Regions from separate parts of the Mus musculus genome. Here region 2 is linked to region 1. Evidence: chromatin contacts called from public HiCAR-type data. All regions are on one chromosome and are shown on one strand. The core of a region is the stretch at or near the end of the contact, and the rest is flanking DNA. Distances in the headings are between cores, read along the strand shown.

What was found. HiCAR-type assays count read pairs that join an accessible place to other places.
Region 2: a contact with region 1 is called in a HiCAR-type map of astrocytes, with 5 times the contacts expected there. The contact joins the promoter of Fign here to the promoter of Tbr1 in region 1. A contact is called at or near these places in 1 of 39 promoter capture datasets (embryonic stem cells) and 2 of 115 datasets of contacts at active chromatin or transcription factors (astrocytes and embryonic hindbrain).

What each region holds. Positions count from the first base shown.
Region 1 is chr2:61,802,757-61,806,478 of GRCm38.p6, reverse strand. Tbr1 (T-box brain transcription factor 1) reads right to left here and starts at 2,026. Exons shown (of 6, transcript NM_009322.3): 1 at 1,080-2,026; 2 at 351-505. The coding sequence starts at 1,771.
Region 2 is chr2:64,096,435-64,100,117 of GRCm38.p6, reverse strand. It overlaps Fign (fidgetin), which reads left to right and starts at 2,080. Exons shown (of 4, transcript NM_001267846.1): 1 at 2,080-2,276; 2 at 3,054-3,223.

The sequences.
Region 1 (3,722 bases), core at 777-3,276:
CTTAACTGGGAATTATTAAAATAGCTTTACTGTCCAGTCCCAACTCTGTACCATATCACACACACACACACACACACACACACACACACACACACACACACACCTTCACAGAGAGGACCATTAGCTGGGCTTTTTTTTTTAAAGCCGCGATTTCTTCCCATTAACTAGGAATGATTAAAATAGCTTTTGCATAATCCTCCCCTTTCTGTCTGTCCCCTGTCCCTCTCTTCTTTAGGAAGTCATTGGCCGACCGTTTTTAAAAAGTCGCTCGAGCCAGTCCACAAAAGGCTTTAATTAATCATTCTCACCTAAATAAGTGTCAAGAAAACGTGTTAATTGGAAGGACTTGCCTTGCACATTGGTGTCCGCTTTGCCACAAGGAACCCATTTGCCTCCTTGAAACCTCCAGTGATTGGGATCCGCCAAAATCACATCCACAAAAATATTGTAATGAGCGGTGGGATCGAGACCAGAAATGTTAAAACTCAAAAAGGGAAACATGCGCCTGTTTAAATTAAGAAGAGAGAGAAAACAAGGGGGGAAAGGGAAAATAAATGTTAAAGATTAAATGCAAGAAGCGGGGCGCCAGAAAGCTAAGCAAAACTTGTCCTCGCCGCGTGTCTGAACGAAATGTCTGCTGATCTAGGAAAGGGGGTAGTGGGAGAAGGGAAGACGTAGGGCCGAAGTCGGGAAGAGCAGCGAGCGCTCTGCAGTGGGGGACCAACAGGGATCAGTGCTCGGTGGAGAGCCGGTGGCGGCCTGCTTCTCCACCTGTCGGCTCGGGCCAGCTTTGATGCGTCGCTCTGAATGCCTAGGAGCGGCCGCGGCTCTCCGTCGTGCTCTAGCCACTGACTGGTTCTCCGACCGCATTGGCACAGCAGGCTCCCCGCCACCAACATCACGGTGGTTATTATCCCTTCCACATTCCCCTTTTCCAAAACCAGCCAACTCCAGGACGCACCCGAGCGCCTCTCCACTCCGCTCCCCGACCCCACATAGTCGCTGCCCGGCGGTCACAACTTGGGTGCGTTCGCCCAGGGTCACGCCTGGAACAGCGGCAGCCAAGAAAGTAGCATTACCTTCCCTGTTTAGTGATGATCATCTCCGTTTGATGCCGATGAAATTTCAGCCAAAGTGGCCTGTTGCACAGGTATACTTGCGCCTTGCCGGGCACCAACCCGGGCTGGGTGGAGGAGAACTGGTAGAAAGGGGCTCCTTGGTAGGAGTGGCCGTACTGCTGTGGGTAGGGGTAGCCGGCCGTGGGGTAGCCCTGCGGCGAAGAGTTGGACAGCAGGCTGTTGTAAGCTCCGTTGGTAATGACCGGGTGGTGGGCCATGTAGCGACTGGGGCTGCCGATGGAGAAGGCGGGATGCGCCGGTCCGTGCTGGCTGGGGTACGGGAACATGGCACTGGGAGCGGTGGCCGCAGACTGTGGCTGGCTGGACTGAGAGAGTAGGTAACGATCTGCAGCAGAGCCATCGAAACTGTGACGAAGCTCAGAGACCCCGTCCAAGACAGGAGAGAGTTTACTTCTCTGGACGTCCCCTGGTGAGTCCTTGGAGTCAGGAAAATTGTCTGTATCTGACTGATTCGTCATCCCCCTGGTAATTTTTTTCAAAGGTGAACTTCTCTCCAGGTTGTCAGTGGTCGAGATAATGGGATGATCATGCAAGACAAGCTCAGATCCGCCCGAATGTGGGTAGCTGCTGCTCACATTGAGAAATTTCTTGGAGAGCATGATAGAAGGAGAGAGGCAATGCTCCAGCTGCATAGCTCTAGAACCTGAACGCTGGCCCTCCCGTCCCTGGGTTTTAAAGTCCTGTTTATCATACACTAGGAATCCACAGACCCCTCACTAGACAGAAAGCACTTCAACCAGCAAATGCTTCTCAAAGGTTTGATTTACTTTTTTTTTTCCCTGGGAGAAGAGATTGGCCAATTGACACTATGCAGCAATCAGAAAAGGCTCACTTTTGATCTTGCTGCTTATGCAGCCGATGAAACGGCTCTTGCCATTGGTTAGCTGCTGACAGTAATTTAATTAGATAGACATTAATTAGGATAATCACCTGGCTCCTGGTCGCGACGATCATGGCAAATTGAAGGGGATGATTTTATTGTTGGCTTGGGGGGTGGGGAAAGTGTGTTGGTTTACGTGAGCTCTGTTATGTCACCTTTAAGCTTTGTGACCACTGCTTCAGGAAGATTCAAAGATGTGCAATTTACTAAACAGTTCCTTACCCCCCCCCCTCTCTTTAGAGAGGAGGGGCGGAGGAGGGAATTCGATGATGCTAGGAGACTTTTCGGATCTGAATGAGCCAAATATTCAGTTGAATGTAACGATTTCAAGTGCAAAGTATACAAAGCGCGAGCCGGTGGCCTCTTCTCGCCCTGTAAAACTTCCAGAGTCTGTCTTTTCCAGTTAATACACAGAAGCACACACACCTGAGCCTGTGCTTTGTTGAATCGGTATTGCGTGTCCTTGCCGCCCCCTCCCCCACCTTTAAACTACACGAGTAAATAAATAAATAAACAAACCTCTGCCGCTGAAAGCCACAGCGTTAAGAGAGGAGAAGAGGAGGCAAAGCAGTTAACCCACCCAGCAACCCACCTCGGGAAGGTTCGGTTTCCGGCAGGGGTACAGAAACAGTGACAATCTATGATCTCCTTTTTAAGTTTTGAAATAATCATAAGCTGTCGCGCTGAAGTGCTTTAATGTATTTGCAGTCATGTTTACTGGGTCGTTACTAAATATTTTATCAGCCAACTTGGTTGCAGATCATCTGAAGAGCAGCTAGCTGGGGGCGGGCGCCATGTATCCTTTGAGCCCCACCGCACTTCCTCCTTTCCGAGGCACTGGCTTGGTGACAGGTTCATAAGCCTCGCCAGGAAAAAGAGAGGGCTGAGTCCCCAGTGCAAATGGGTTCTCTAGAAGCGTTGATCTGGGGAGACAGAGTGGAAGCGGTGTCAATGCGATGATCTTACTGACTGGTGTGGTGTGTGTGTGTGTGTGTGTGTGTGTGTGTGTGTGTGTGTGTGTGTGTGTGTGTAATGTTTACATAATCCAGAGGGAGAGAAAAAGAACCCATGCCAGTAATTTTTAAAAGAGGATTAGCGAAAAGAATCGATGTAAAGAGATTTTGGCACAAGTAATACGAGGCCCCAAGCAACTCTGAGGTATAGAGAGAAAAGATCTAGTACCTGCTTTCACAGGCGGCTAGCCTTCGGCCTCGAGCCAAGAGAGCCTGAGATCTATAAACCCAGAGCTCATGCTTGTGTCCAGGCATGGCCAACCCTGAAGGCAAGAGGTGCAGAAAAGCAGAGCCAACCCCGGGCTTAGCTCAGCTCGGCCAGCAAGGTGGTGAGCTCAGGGGGACTAAGAGAGTGCCAGGCGACCTGTCTGGCTCAGGACCGAGAGGCTCACACTCCACCCATGCCTCAGGCAGGCTGGGTCTGGGAATCTATCTCCTCCAGATGGTGCCTCTGCCTTCAAGCCTTCAGTCTGAGTAGCCCCGCCAGAGCAGCAGAGTTCAAAGCTGGGTGGAACTTGGGTATGGTCAGAAAAGAGTTAACAGATTCAAGATGTGCTGGAGTTTGGTCTGCAGCGGCCAGCACTGAGCAGACTGCACCACCTCCCTCGGAGGCTTGGCGCTGTGGCTGCAGAGGGTACCAGCTGCAGCCTCCCACAGGGCACAGGAGCAAGACCTGGCACTGGTGGCCAT
Region 2 (3,683 bases), core at 831-3,330, 2.3 Mb before region 1:
TGTACAGACGTCTTCCGCGTGTCACATCACAAATGGGTAATAAACGAAATTAAAAGAGATTTGAAGATTTAGAAAGTCCTCTACACATTCTCTAACAGCGAGTCACAGTTTCCTACAGTTATTTCTTCGTAGTAAAACCCAATGGGCAACTTTTCTTAGTATTGGTTTAAAAGCTGTCTCCTAAAATGTAGAGTCTCCGTATTCTCTGTTGCCTCAGAATACAGTTCTTCTGCTTCGTTTCCAATCCTAGTTAAAAAAAAAAAATCCAGAAATCTATTCTAAATAGAAATCTAATTCTTAACAAACATTATTTTTGATATCCAGTTCTCTTTTCTTTTTAATTGTCATCTGCCCAGATTTAACCATTTAATTTATTGTGATAAGTGCATCTATTGAGATGCAAGAAAATCTCAAATGAAGAAAGAAATGAATTTCTAAGTATATGTTTGGCCTTTTATGAGAGCTGGAGTTTTGTCTATTAAAGCTCCAGCCTAGAAGCTAGCAGACATACGGACAGACATGCGGACAGTGAGGAAGGACATTCTTCCTAAACAAGTGTATTTTCTGCTCCAACCTTCAAAGTAACATTTTCAGCTAGATGGCCTCCTGGTCGAATACATAATTTGCCTCTTGCATTCTCAGCTTAGTTGAAATATAGAGGACTGGACATCCAGCAGGCCAAAGTATAAACTCACCATTTATCTATTAAAGTCATATTTAATGAAAATGAAGAGAAATTATTGCCCAACTCTCTCTTTCTCTCATTACAATTCCTTAAGAACTTTGCCGGGCACATTATCTCGTAGACATCATGATCAAATGTTATTGTTTGCTTTATTATCTCAGTTGGATGGTTGGCTAGTCTAGGATGAAATAGGTTGAAGGCAATCCTCTCAGCCCAGAAGTCTGAATGAGGTTCCCATTCAAATGATCCTGATTGTTTGGGGGTGGGGCGGGGTGATTAGTAAACCAACTGAGCTTACACTGCATAGTAAGCGTCTGGATGCAGCACATTTACATCTAACAAGAGACCCCAGAAAACGTGTGTGTGTTTCTTAAACCTTATGTTGCGAACAAAAGGCTATCTCAGCCACAGACAATCAGCACGGCACTGCTCCCTGGGATGCGAGCCACACACTCAACTGCACATTTCATTCTTCCTCAGCTCCCAGCACCACAAAGCCCCGACTCTCTTCCTTCTCCTGGGTCCCCAGATTGCTCCATAGCGGGGGGCTGGGAAAGCTGAAGCCCCAGGTCTCTGCCTGCGCACCAACAGCCCTCACCGTGGGCCCCCGGGCGCTGCTCTCCCCTGCCCGAGCCGCCTGGGGGAGGTAGGGAGGGGAGCCGGGGGAGCTTGAGAGGGGACCGCACACCTAGATACTTAGGGTTTTTATTTATTCCCGGGGAGGTGGAGGCGGTGAAGTGGGTTCAAGCTGATCTGCCTCCCCAACTTGCCTCTCCCTAGCAGATAAAGTCATTTTCGGACTGGTGCGGGGAGCCTCGGGGATAGGGGACGTCCCGGCTCCACGTCCCGGTCCCCGTCCCGTGCGCGCAGCAGCAGGGAGGGCTGGCCAGGCTACGGTGGTGACCGGAGGACCGGGGAGGGGCCCTCAGGGACGCGCGATCGCGCGTGGACAGCGGGGCTCGCTTCCCCCGGGGGCGTCGCTCCCCGCGCGCGGGCTGGGCCGGGCTCCGCGTCCCCGCGCGCCGGCATGACCTCGGGGCCCCCTCCGGGCCGCGGGAGCGCAGCTGTGAGGCTGGGCGGCCGCCGAGGCCCGGGCCGTGTAACATGACCCGGCGGCCGGCCATTGCGCCCTCCCTGTCCGCCCGCGGCCGGGCGCCGCTCGCCGCCTCCCGCCTCCGCTCCCCCTGCAGTCCCGGCCCGCGCCGCCGCTCCCTCCCGGGGCTCCCGGCCCGCCGCGCTCCAACGCCCGCCTCTCGCCACTGCCTCCCGACGCCCGGCCGCGCGGCCGCCTGCGTCTCTTTCTCCCTCTCTCCTTTGAAAACTGATCTTTGGCTCTTAGTGTGAAAGTGATTTGAATTTGGCTCGGCGGCGCTCTGCGCCTGCGCTCAGCCTCTGGCATGCTGGCTCCTTCCAAGCAGCTGTTTTGGGTTTGAAATTCCAACATGGCAGAGGCTGCAGTCCGTCTTCCCTTCAAAAACTTGGAATGATTTCAAATCATAGGCACCTTCACTTAACCCTAGCTTCCATTCATCAGCAAACACATCGGATCGATGCTACGCTAACCTATCGGGAGCTCGCTCTGCGCGTCCAGGTAAGGAGAGCTTCGTAGTTTTTTACCATCTGTTTAAATTTTTTGTTTTTGTTTTATTTTTAAAGAATATAGATAGATCCAAGACCTGTAGTGAGAAGAGGTCTCAGAGTTGTGCCGTAAACAGTAAATTTAATTTGCATTCGTTTCTATTTTGTACGCCAACCTGCTGTCTAATTTCTCTGTACAAAGTAGCCCTGAAACATTATGATGCATATTTCTGCAGCTTAATCGTTATAACAATAGTATGGGATTAAGAGTTCGTGACTGCAAGAATCTCGCTTTTCGCGATATTGGGCTTACTCACTACTATCTTTTTACCTCAAAAAATAAAAAAAATAAAATAAGAAAGCGGAGCCATAGGGTGGGGCTAGACTTTCTTCGGGAACTAACTTCTAAGTAAATAAGAAGTGTAAATAAGAATCTTGCACACACACAAAAAGTTGAGGTTAAATTACAATCTCGTGGCTGGGGGATCGAGAAAAATGTCAGAGGATCGGTTGCAGAAAACTGTAAGCACATCATGCGGGAGGGGGTACAGCGTGGTGGGCGTATTGTTGGCAAGGAACGGGAGAGAAAGATGTATAATTTAATGGTATATACAATCCACTGATCCTATTACCGTCCTCCCCGGAGCTCTTGTTAGTTTCAATGGGAGTGAGTGAAATTGACATGGACTTGTATTCCCGGTCATGTGCTTTTTTTCCTTTCTTTCTTCTCCTGTGATCTGAGATCCCCTTTTTGTTGATGTTGCTTTCCCCCTTAATTATATGCATGTAGGTTAAATGAATACCTGACGAAAGGGCCCACGTTTCAAGGCAGTGACATTTGATAGCTGAGAGGAAAAGTGGCTTTAATGAAAAGCAACCTTTGGAATTCCTGCTTGTGAGAAATCCAATTCAGCTTTTTGTGCTACCAGCAAGAAATGATCAGTAGCACCAGTGTTTATGGTATGTCAGTTTTGGAATTTACTTCCTTTGCATTTAAATAGGGAAGACAAATTAAATAGCATGATAAAAACCATTGGAGGCTGCTTGGGAACCAGATGCTCATGATGTCCAATTCTTTTTAAACATGTCTATGTCTGTTTATTTTAATCTGTCACTGTGCTTTTTTTTTTTTTTTTGTATTTGCTTTCACTTCTTTATGCATTTCAGTTTTTATTAATATGTTATTTGCGGACACTTTCATTGGCTTTAGCTCTAATCTTGAAGTTGCATGTTTCTATTAATGCTCTCAACAGGGGTGAAGTCAAATGGTATGTAAATTAGTTAAACTCGGGGTGGGATTTTTGTTGTTGTTGTTGTTTTGGGGTGGGGGTTAGGTGGATGGAGAGGGTGGGAGTGTGGGGCAAAGACTGCTAAGTAATGAAAGTGTTTATACATATATCCATATATATGTACACACACA